Linked DNA regions of Mus musculus: regions 1, 2 and 4 are each linked to region 3. The links are chromatin contacts, called in public ChIA-PET, HiChIP or PLAC-seq and promoter capture Hi-C maps. All regions are on one chromosome and are shown on one strand. The core of a region is the stretch at or near the end of the contact, and the rest is flanking DNA. Distances in the headings are between cores, read along the strand shown. Region 1 holds the start of Tmco4 (transmembrane and coiled-coil domains 4). Region 2 holds the start of Rap1gapos (RAP1 GTPase activating protein, opposite strand). Region 3 holds the start of Ddost (dolichyl-di-phosphooligosaccharide-protein glycotransferase). Region 4 overlaps Otud3 (OTU domain containing 3).

Region 1 (2,700 bases), core at 39-2,538, 670 kb before region 3:
GAAACTGAGGCTGGAAGCAGCATCTTCGGTGATGCCCAGAGGTTCAGGCGGTTTGGTAGGGTTCTAACTAGGAGGATGGGGCCCTGGGTTCCTTCCTGACTTCTCAAACATACTGGGTAATTGGGGATTTTGGTGGCCTTGTCTTTCTGCCTAGCTGATTCACCCTGAGGAGTCTTCACTACTGTGTCTTCAGAGCCTACACGATGACACATAGTAGGTGCTCAATAAATATACCCCGTGAGTGGCGTCCTGGGAAGCCCTACAGGGGTGTGTTCCCTCCTACTTGAAGGCAGCAGTGGCCTCAGGATCAAACCTGCAGATTTAGCCAGCCCCAGCTTCTACTCTGGGTCACCCCTGGCAAGGACAAGGACATCATGGAGGCCAGTTTTGAACCTAACACTGGGTCAAACTCTGAAGTCAGCTCACCCTAGTTAACCTCTTTGCTCTGACTGCCTGGTCCTGGCCAAAATCATCCCATTGTTCCCAGACTCAGTTTTCCCGGATGTAAAAACCTGTAATGTGAAATGTCCCCTACTCTGTAAAAACCCGCAGCGGGGCGAGAAGCCACGCCCCCGTCACAGCAGGAAGGGGCCGGGCCTTTCCGGGACTCTAGGGCTTCCCAGGCCTCGGGGAACTGAGTCTGGAGACACAGAGGGTGGGAGTGGGTGCCTGGAGCTCCCAGTACGCAGGGGGCGTCCAGTGACCCTGCGTGACCTTGAGCAAGGTCCTTTCTTCCCTTCAAACCCAGCGACCGGTGCCCTGGGCTGTGCTGGCAGGCGGGGGCCGCTGGCATGCTCGTTGGCATCAGTTTCCCCTCCAGCTACTCAGGAGTCCCGAGAGCACTTCCGGGTTCGGAAGCGCAGTGGAGGCGGCGTGGGGACGATCGGGGCTCCCCGCGGGCTTACCTGGAGGCGGCAGCGACGGATGGGACGACGGCAGAACTTCTGGCAGCCCCGCAGCTCCCGCCCTGGCGCTCCCCGCCTGTTCTCTCCCTGGCCCAGCCGCCCCACACCGGCCCGGGCCGGTCCCGCCTGCGCAGCCCTAGGGCCCGGGCCTTCCGGGCTGGGCCGGGCGCACCGCCACCTAAGCCACCAAAGCCATCGCCCGGGTGCTGGCCTTGGGACGGGACCCGCACTTCTGTGTCTCCCGCTCCCCAGGAAGCGAGAGCGCGGGGCACAGGAGGGGTCTGCAGAGAGTGCTCACCAGGGGCTGGGCTGGCATGAGGGGAGTTCGAGCAGACACTTGAAGGGGAAGCTTCCAAATTTTGCCGCCACACTTGAAAAGAGCCTGTCCCAGAAGGTGCCTCCCCCTCCTGTGCACACTGCTCGGTGAAATTTGCAACACCCACGCCTTCTGATCGTTCTTTCACTTTCTCTAATGCTCGCCAGTCGTTGCACCCGTGGCTCTTCCGTCCCACGGGCCTCCGTTTTGGGGTTCCATTCCTGTTAGACTAGCCACCCACTCAGCTCTAGTCTTTGAACAAGTATTTGCTGAGCACCTACTACGTGCCAGCAAGGTTATGGATTAGCACACCAGGCCTTCGGGCCCATATTTTAATCGTAGTATTTAACACTGAAGTTGATTGTTTTCCTGTTTGCCAATTTATAATCTGGGTATCCCACACTAGAACTTAAAGACCCCAAGAATGGAAGGGGGGGTTGTCTCCCATGCCTCATCCTCCGCTCTCCTCATTTGGGAGCCGGCTCTTGGTTGCCCAGGCAACCTGTGAAATTTCATCACACCTAATCTACAGGTGAGGAAGTAGGTGGCCATCCTGGTCAGGGCTGGAATCTGAGTCACCATGACCTCTGACGTCGTTGCTCTTTCCCCTGGAGAAGATAGGCTGGAGTTGGAAATGGAAAAAGTTCTCGAGCGGACAGATGAGACGTGCGGCATTCCAGCAGGGAGCCTTATGACTCAGGATCCGACTGGAACGCTAGAGGGCCTCCATCACCTGATCTCTCTATCGGCCAATCAGGACCTAGAAGAGCTAGGAGGTTATTGTAGGTCAAAAAAGGACAGTTGTGGAGGGTTGAAGGATTCTAGCTGAGATTCTGGGCATCACTAAGTTGGGGAAATAACCATACCAAGGTGGCACGCTCCCCCCGCCCCCCGCAAATATCATGGAATTTTAAAAGATCCTATTGTTGTCTATGAGGAATGGAGGATTGGAGTGACCAGAGGCCACCGATTAAGAAGCGGTCCTGAGCTGAAGTAGCCAGCCTCAGCCTGAGCAACTAACTACCTTAGCCTTTCAGATGTGAGACAGCTGCCGTTTTTTTTTTTTTTTTAATTTCAGCATAAGTTGATTTTAGTAAGTTCTTGATATTAAAAAAAAATAAATGTAACTCTGAAAGTTAAAAAAAAACGGTCATTCTCTAATGGAAAACAGAATCACAATGGATAAAGAAAATCAATATGGAAAATAGTTTTAGAAAAGAAGACATACTCAAAACAAAGTGATCGCTTAGGTGGGGTTTGGGGACAGTAAAGACGCAGGGAGAACACTGCGAGTGACTCCTCTGCTTTTAGTCCATAGCCACATATCAATATTGATTTTTTAAAAAAATCTTGTCCAATGTATCAGTGTTAAGATTGGAAAGTAAGGCAAAGGTCACATGGATTTTTGCTGAGGACTCTGCACTATTTCTGAAACTCTCCTGTCCGCTGGTCGCTCTAAAGCCCTTGTCACACACGTTT
Region 2 (2,700 bases), core at 53-2,552, 600 kb after region 3:
GGCAGTCCCAACAACAGTTAAACACACACCCAGTGTCACTGCAGCCCATGGCCACAGTGTCCCTACGTCTGACCCAGGGGCAGCTTTGGAAAACACTAGGGTGCTCCGTGTAGTTCGGGTGTCAGTCCAAAAACATACACACCCACCGTGACGGGGTTCAGGCACAGACTGCCAGACTCTGGGTAGTAAGGCTGACTGATGGCCCTGGGTCCCCAGTCGGCCAGGCCGCCCCTGCCAGGGTCCTCACCTGCCAGCCGGCCCCCGCCGGCAACGAGCCCCTCCGCGGACGGCCATGGGGCGCTGGGGGCCGCGGCTGCGCCATCCCGAGCCCCAGCCCCGGCGGCGCTGTAAGCCGGCCCGGCCCGGGGCCCCGTAGCCCGAGCTCTGCGCTCCTGTCCCGCCCGCCGCCGCTCTGCCTTCTCTGGGCTCACCCTGCTGCCGGGCCCGAGGGGGCGGGGCGCCAGGTGCGGGAGGCGCGGAGGAGGGGCGGGGCGGAAGGCCACCACGCCCACTCGCGGGGCGGCCGGGCAAGGGGCCCAGGACACTGCGCCTGCGCGCGGGAAGCCTCAGGCACTTCTGTGAGCAGCTGTGTCTTCCCAGACTGGAGACCCTGCCTCTGGGCTTCAAGGACAAGGTTCTTGGGACAGCTGTGCCCAGGGAATGCAGGAGTACTGGAGATGGTGCTTAAGCACTTTCTTTGCTGGACCCTTTGCGTGTCTCACCAGATCGCCATAACCAAGGAGGTACAAATGTCTTCACTAGAAAATCATATTCCAAGAGGTGCAATAGCTTTTTTTGCTAGAAAACCCCGGGATCCCTGGAAGAGTCTGAAGCTGCAGAGTCTCTGGCACCTCCATTGGCTCAGTTTACCATCTGTAAATTACAAGGCTTCTGAAACGACACCCCCCACCCCCAACTTGACCCTGAAGTCCTTGTGTCTTAGGCTGGTGCAGCCAGTCTGCAGCAGGGACAGACCCCAAGACAGATGCTGGAGAAGTCTGGATGCTCTAGGGGCAGGACTGTCCTCCAGCTAGGGGCGGGGGGCAGATCTCCTACAGCTTCCCAGAAGTGCTGTCTACTACCCTCTGTCCCCAGGGCCAGGGAGCTCCTGAAAGGAAGGCAGGCAGCACTTTCCCTGCCCTCCCAGACCTGGCCCAGGGTCAGGTTTAGACCTAGAGAGCCAGCGGGAACACCAGAGATGTGCATTCCAGACACCGAGTAGCTTTGGCTTTAATAATTAACAACAGCAAATATTGATTTATGCAACCACTTCCAGGCCTGCACACTTCCGGGTACCCAACACAATGCAGCCAGAAGAGCATCTTTTCCTACCGTGGCCCTGGGGGAGGCCAAAGCTGCTCAAATCACCGGCGATATGTAGGCCAGGTAGAGTGGATGCCGCCTGCGTATGTGTCTAGGTCCTTATCTGTGTACATGTGTGTCTCCAAGGCTAGTCGTGGCTCTACGTGACATACTGCATTGCTGTAGCATAGAAGTACCCGTGGGTAGGAAGGGGTGGGTAGGGACGCCTGGGGGGGTATTTACTTTCTATCTCCTTTATGTGTTCATGAGCAAGTCTGAATACACTATAGATATATGTACTTGTGTCTGTCTGTCTGTCTGAATGTGGTCTGGCTCCCAGGTTAGGTATAGGTAGGCCAAGTATGCACATGTATGCAGATTTTACAGTCCCTGAGTACTGCAGAGGGTAGCTCGGTGTCTATTTAAATGTGGCTCCCCAAAGAAAAGAAAATACAACCCCTGCACAGCTCTGGGGACACAGTAATACTGATTATTTCCAAAGCACTTCCAAAGGCGCTGCCCAGTGACGAGCTGGCAAGGTCAATAGAGAAGACACTCTCAGCCATGCAATGGTGACACACACCTTTAGTCCCAGAACTCAGGAGACAGAGGCAGGTAGATCTTTGTGAGTCCAAGGCCAGCCTGGTCTACAGAGTGTGTTCCAGGACAGCCAGCATTACACAAGGAAACCCTGTCTTGAAAAACTAAAGAAGAAGAAGAAAGAGAAGGAGGAGGAGGAGGAGGCAGAGGAGGGGAGGAGCAACAGTAGCAGCAGCAGCTGTCTACTCTATGTTAGAGGTGGGACTTGCCCTTAGGTACAGGGAGGTTACATGCCCCTCAAACTGGTTCCAGTATCATTGTAAATATGTAACAGAATAGGGTATTGAGGAAAACTGGAGAGTATCCCAGGCAGGTTCCCTCAGCTCACCAATAGCCTGCTGGAAATCCAAATGAGTCACTCTGGGAGCTGGTTTCAGTTCACAGAATGGGTCCTAGTCTGGAGGAGGGGTGCACTGTGGGGCTGTGGCGGTCTGAAGCTCACTGTCTGCGCTGCGTTAGCATGATTGGAAAGTGGGAGCCAACTGGGTGGAGGCCAGGAGGCTGAAGGATAGCGGCTTCCTTGGTAACTGAAGGGCCCACCTTGGGCTCTCTGAGCCTCAGGCTCCGAGGATCTGCAACATTAGCCTTCCCTCCAGATGGAAGGGCCAAAACCCAGGCAGGACAAACAACAGTCCCATGGCCAGGGGGAAGCCTCACTCTCAAACCCAGCTGTTCAAGCAAGTGGCTGCCATCAAGTGGCTGTTTCCTGAGGACTACTGTAGCCTTGTCCAGGGCTGTTGCCCTCCAGGGAAGGCAGGAGGTCTCAGGAGCCCTTGTGCTACTGATAGCATCCTTGCT
Region 3 (2,700 bases), core at 145-2,644:
CCCAAGGGAGTTAAGAACACTTCTCCAAATATACACATGGAAGAGAGAGACAAAGTTCAGCTCAGTAGATCTTAACAGAAATGTCTAGTGGTGGACTCAACTGCCTTGTAAGACAGAAATAGTTAAGTGTAAGTTACAGATCTTCACTCCATTCAGTAGTCTCTGAGGGCTGGTGAGATGGCTTAGCAGGCAGCCACAGGTCGGTCACTGGGTTCAAGTCTCCAGTAAGGGCTGGGAATGACAAGCGGTGCCTATTACCCAAGCATCAGGAGGCAGAGACTGATCTGAGAGCTCACTGTCCAGCCTGCTTAGTCAAAATGGCAAGCTTCAGGTTCAGTGAGAGACCCTGGCTTAAGGGAGTGAGGAGTGTGACAGAGTAGGTGACCCGATTCTACACGTCCACAGAAGTGTGCACAACCTCACATACATGCATATTTCCCACCACCCCCAATACCAACTAGCCTTGTGTTGGTCAGCCAAAACACATCCATCAGGCCTTAAGGGTTGATGGGTATGTATCTATTTGTATTCTTATGACCTGCAGAATGACTTTTTACAGCAATCCATGTTAATAATGTGACAAATCTTTGTACACAAGCAAGTCAAATCAAGAGTTTCTTTATCAGGACCCTTGTTAGAGAAAACCCCCTTCTCCAGAAGCGAAATGTCTACGGGTGACATTTGGCACTCTATCCTTAGCTGTATCTTTTTGACGGATGAAATCTCCGAGGCCCAAGCTGCAATTAACATTTTCCTCTACTATACTTCGAAACTCACCCCAAGACCCAGAACATGCCCAGGAACAAGAAGACAGCCGTCTCCTGAGCCCCCCCAATCCCATTTCGAGGGGCGACGCGCGCCCTTACCTTCCACCGACGGGGAAAAGATGATAAGGTTGTCATAGAGGAACTCCCCGTACTTAATGAGGGACAAGCTGGGGTCATCTGCGGTCTTGAAGGTGAGCTCAAAGCCCCGGTCTGGAGGAAAGAAACCCGGAACCCGGTCAGGAGAGGAATCCCTGCTGCAGCCCTCGGAGGGGGCTGCCGTCTCCGCCCCAACCCGGGCCATTCCCTCGGCTCTGCTCGGCGCTCACCCTTCAGGCTGCGGAAGAACAGCGAGTGCGTGTCCCGCACGTTCAGGTTGTCCAGCAGCACGAGGGTGCGGGGGCCGCTGGCGCAGACGCAGCCGAGCACGGCCAGCAGCAGCCCGCAGAGGGGCCAGGCGCGGACGGCGAGGCGGGGATCCATCTTCATCTCCCAGCAGCCCAGGCCAGCACCTGGGCACCGGAAGCGTCCCTCGCGGCCGCCCAATGGCCGCTCGCAGCGGCGGAGTACCACTTGGAAGCGGTCCGGGTACTCCGTGGCCCCGCGGCCCACGCCGCTGCGGGGACGGACCAAGAAGCAGGGAACGCCACCGGAAGTGGCCCTCCGGAGGCCGAGTCTCTGTACCTTATTGGCGAAACGCACTTGAGGCTCCGCCTCCCCCATGGAAAAGGGCCAATCCAAGAGAGACAGCTCCGTAGCTGCTGCCAATCAACAAAGCCGGGCGCCCTTTGCCTCCGCCCAGGCTAGCTCCCGCCACATCTCTCAAACTCTCCTCTAGCGTCTCCAGATTTTCCGTTTCCTAGGCAGCCGCCCCTTTTCCCCCAGGACGCAGTTGTCATTACCAGGACCAGATAGGGGTGAATTCCTCGCCTGTCGCTAGTCTAACGGGCTCGGAAGCAGGCCCTTATCTCTTGAGAGCAATGAGGTGGGGAAATAGGCTCTGGCCAGGCCCGAAACAGGGTGGATGGCCAAGGAGAAGGTTAGTGATCAAAAGGCTCTTCACAACCAGGATTGGTGGCTCGTGCTTTTAATTTCAGCACTCGAGTGGGAGGCAGAGGCAGATCTTTGTGACTTCGAGGCCAGCCTGGTCCACATAGTGAGTCCAGGCCTGCTGGGGTCACATATTGAGAGCTGGTATAATGCGGCGGGAGGGAGCAACTTGGCTGGCCGGCCAAGGTGATCCCCTGAACAATCAAGCCACGCGACAGACCTAGTGTAAAGACGATTTATCGTCGGTGGAAGGGAAGGGGACTTGGGACGGGGTAGAGACCGAAAAGGGGAACAGAGAATGGTAGAGAAGAGGCCAGCTGAGAACATCTGGGGGGAGAGAGGAGAGAATAGGAGATAGGGAGAGAGGCAGGTTAGCCGAGAGGAGTCCTTACACGCCTGGCTCGCACCTGGCTGGCGGCTACCCAAGCTGCTGCGTGGTGCCTAGCGGAATTGTCTATAAGCCAACATGGGGTGCCAGCAAGATGGTTCAGCTGATAAAGGTGCTTGTTTGCCACCAAGACTGACGTCGTGAGTTCAATCCCTGGGCCCCAGACGGTGGAAGGAGAGAACGGCCTTCTGCAAGTTGTCTTCTGACACACACACACACACACCAACCCAAGATTCAGGACAGAAATAAAACGTAGAGGTCTAGGGATGTGTACTTCAGTGGGTAAGATGCATGCATTATCTAGATTGCAGGAAGGCCTGGGTTTGATGCCCAGTATCATAGAAAACTAGGCATGGCAGCTGGCAGCTGTAACCTCAGCACTCGAGATACAAACATCAGGATAATTAGTGCAAAGTTGTCCTCAGCTACATGCAAGTCCCAGGCCAGCTGGATGTGACCGTCTCCATATAATAATTATCGTTCCTAAACTTCTCTGAA
Region 4 (2,700 bases), core at 79-2,578, 590 kb before region 3:
TTGGCTATCTGCACTGTTTTAAGAACCAAATGTTTTTGTGTTTTTAATCCTCAACACTTGGTGCAATAGAAGCCGCAAAGACGTGCCACTTTATCTCTGGAACTGATTTTGTATACCAATAAATTCTAGTTTAAAAGCAAAGTTCAGGTCAGCTTGTTGACTGTTTTCTTCGCTTGGGTGAGAGGGGCTAAGAAAGCATGCTGGGAAATCCCTTCCCCCAGCTGGGCAGCCATTTTGGATCTAGCAGAGGTAGGATGGATACAGGGGAGTATGGCCGTCTCATGGCCGGGCAGATTGTTGTCAAGACCTACCCAGCACCTCATTACGTGTCTGACGATGTATATGTCAGCTGCCACCCTTGAGAATTACCTTCTTCAGGACACCACCAGCGTGCCTTCCTCTCGTAATGCCCCTTGGCCTTGAGCAGCAGAATTCATAGATTTCCCTGCTCTGACCCAGGTTTGCTTGGGCTGCTTGGAAAATGGATGCTCTTCGACTGCAGTGGTGCACTCTGACTACACTGATGCGCTCCAAGGACCTGTGGTTGCAGAGGATGGAAACTGGTCCAGCCGCTTCAGAGATTCTAGCTTTGCACTTTGAAACTGGCCAGACTCTGTGGCAGAGGGATCTGGGTATTACTTGTATCCAGTTTATTCACTCACCCAAACATCTGTTAACTACCGACTTTTGGGTCTCTGGAAACAGCTGGGACCCTGTTTGCTAAAGGCGTCCAGTGTAGGGATGAACGCAGACTCATAGCAATGAGCCCAGAGGACTCGTGGAGAGGCAGCACTGTGGGCTGTGCACTTGCCTTGCACCCACGCACGAGTCTCTTAAGTTCCATCCCTAGTACCATATAAATGTCACAGAGGTGCACGCATAGCAAGCCCAGGAGAGTCAGAAGTTCAAGGTCGTTCTTGGCTATATTGCAAATTTGAGGTCTGCCTGGGCTACAGTGAGACCCTGTCTCAAAAACAACAACCAAGGAGCCCAAACACAAATAGACCTAAAGAAAGGCGGAGCCGATGGCTCAGGAATTCAGAGAAACCAAGCGAAGCTTAGTGGTCTGTGCGTGAGAGGGGAGGTAGGCATGGAGCTAGGGAAGGACCAGTGTGAGCAAAGCCCCTCAGAGAAAAGCCTTGGCTTTAGGGTGGAGTATGCCTAGAATACTCAAGTTGGGAGGGAGGCTGGAAACACTTCATCACAGCTCCCCAGAGGAGCAATGCTGTTCTTCCCCCAGTGAGGTCTAGACGCAAAGCACACTTAGTCCAGCTGGGCTGGGTGTTGGGTGTGTGGACTTGGCTCTACTGCCTTGTGTTCTAAGGACACGGCACTAGCAGCCCTCCAGAAGAACTTCCGCAGCATCTCTGCTGACAGCTTCACTTGTTTACCTCTGGGGACATCAGCTTGCATTTAAGGCTAATGACTCAGATGGGGCGACTCTCAGATGGGCGTCCACTTAAGCTCTTGCTCCCATGGTGGGAAGCCAAGGGGGCTGGTCGAACGAACCAGTGTACTGTTTACCAACTGTGTATGGCACCCTTTCCACAGATAGTTCCAACGGAAGCAGGCATTTGGAAACTGCCTTTGCTAAGAGGCGCTGACTCCGAACGTGAGCTCACAGGCAGCAGAAAAGCTGGCGTCCTTGCCTTCATTTGTTGTCCGTCTCCTTTCTGCTGGCTCAGACTCTGACTGCCCTGGCCACTCAGGTTCTAAGGCGCATTAGTCTCTCTAAGCCCTTCAAGACGGAAAACACAAAAAGCCATTGTCTTAAACCTGCAGTCAGTCAGTCACCTTGGACTCCAGGAAGAGAAATCCTGCAGGATGAACAGCCCACAGCGGGGAGGGTGATTGTGTCTGCAGAGGCTGCAGCCTGGGGCTGATCATCCTGTAAAAAACTAGATTGGACCCTTGGCGAGGGCTGGAATGAACAGATCTAACAATTCAGGGCCAGACCCGAGGCAGTGATGGGCAGGAGCAGTTCATTAACCAGGATTACCTACACATGCCTCTTGCCCTCAGTTTCCTACTGTCTAAAGCTCTTATCCATACCCCCAGACCAACTTGGAATCATTAGACCGCCACTTCGTTTCTCCTCCTTGCCTGCTGTCCAAACCTCTTTTTGCTTTTTAAGACAGGTTCTCTTGTAACCCAGACTGGCTTCCAGCTCACTGTGTAGCCGAGGATGACCTTGAACTCTTGGCCCTCCTGCCTCCATCTTCTGAGCTTCAGAAATAACAGTCCTGTTGTACCATATCCAATTTATTCAATGCAGGAATTGAACCCAGGATTTCCTGTATGCTAGGCAAGCACTCTACCAATAGAGCTTCATTGCTTTCAGAATTCTCTCTCTTTATTAATTATTTTTTAAAGATTTATTCATTTATTTTATGTATTTGAGTACACCATTGCTCTCTTCAGACACACGAGAAGGGGGCATCGGATCCCATTACAGATGGTTGTGAGCCACCATGTGGTTGCTGGGAATTGAACTCAGGACCTCTGGAAGAGCAGTCAATGCTCTTAACCCCTGAGCCATCTCTCCAGCCCTCCTGTCTCTTTAATTAGGATACTGGACTGAGTGGCCGAGCCTAGCCTGTGGAGCTGCTAGAGCCAGAGCTTTTGCCCCAAACTCCAGGTATATCACACACCCCCAGAATCAACTGGACAGATACTGTAGCCTCACTGGCATGATGAACA

What was found. Promoter capture Hi-C pulls out the DNA fragments that hold promoters and counts their contacts. ChIA-PET counts read pairs in DNA pulled down with a chosen protein or histone mark. HiChIP or PLAC-seq counts read pairs in DNA pulled down with a chosen protein or histone mark.
Region 1: an RNA polymerase II ChIA-PET map of memory CD8 T cells shows a contact between it and region 3, with 6 read pairs. The contact joins the promoter of Tmco4 here to the promoter of Ddost in region 3. A contact is called at or near these places in 2 of 39 promoter capture datasets (hippocampal neurons and liver) and 3 of 115 datasets of contacts at active chromatin or transcription factors (bone marrow-derived dendritic cells, bone marrow-derived macrophages and memory CD8 T cells).
Region 2: a contact with region 3 is called in an HNF4G HiChIP or PLAC-seq map of pancreatic cancer cells. The contact joins the promoter of Rap1gapos here to the promoter of Ddost in region 3. A contact is called at or near these places in 4 of 39 promoter capture datasets (frontonasal cranial neural crest, liver and pre-B cells), 4 of 115 datasets of contacts at active chromatin or transcription factors (embryonic stem cells, large pre-B cells, pancreatic cancer cells and 1 more) and 1 of 9 other capture datasets (embryonic stem cells).
Region 4: a contact with region 3 is called in a promoter capture Hi-C map of embryonic stem cells, with 2.8 times the contacts expected there. The contact joins the enhancer-like site here to the promoter of Ddost in region 3. A contact is called at or near these places in 1 of 39 promoter capture datasets (embryonic stem cells), 1 of 15 datasets of contacts at CTCF or cohesin (embryonic stem cells), 2 of 484 Hi-C or Micro-C datasets (cerebral cortex and cortical neurons) and 2 of 115 datasets of contacts at active chromatin or transcription factors (astrocytes and bone marrow-derived macrophages).

What each region holds. Positions count from the first base shown.
Region 1 is chr4:138,971,493-138,974,192 of GRCm38.p6, reverse strand. It overlaps Tmco4 (transmembrane and coiled-coil domains 4), which reads right to left and starts at 1,288. Exons shown (of 17, transcript NM_029857.3): 1 at 906-1,288.
Region 2 is chr4:137,705,208-137,707,907 of GRCm38.p6, reverse strand. It overlaps Rap1gapos (RAP1 GTPase activating protein, opposite strand), which reads left to right and starts at 1,302. Exons shown (of 2, transcript NR_138594.1): 1 at 1,302-1,386. Rap1gap (Rap1 GTPase-activating protein) reads right to left here and starts at 441. Exons shown (of 24, transcript NM_001379234.1): 1 at 248-441. The coding sequence starts at 322.
Region 3 is chr4:138,303,432-138,306,131 of GRCm38.p6, reverse strand. Ddost (dolichyl-di-phosphooligosaccharide-protein glycotransferase) reads right to left here and starts at 1,394. Exons shown (of 11, transcript NM_007838.3): 1 at 1,094-1,394; 2 at 867-977. The coding sequence starts at 1,253.
Region 4 is chr4:138,888,504-138,891,203 of GRCm38.p6, reverse strand. Otud3 (OTU domain containing 3) reads left to right here. Exons shown (of 8, transcript NM_028453.2): 8 at 1-141. Among named protein-coding and RNA genes, the nearest start is that of Pla2g2e, 12 kb to the right of the region's middle. Within about 2 kb of position 1,328, at least 13 of the 459 cell types and tissues checked have an H3K27ac peak or open chromatin away from gene starts, as enhancers often do. A contact at or near this core is called in cerebral cortex and embryonic stem cells, where this site is marked.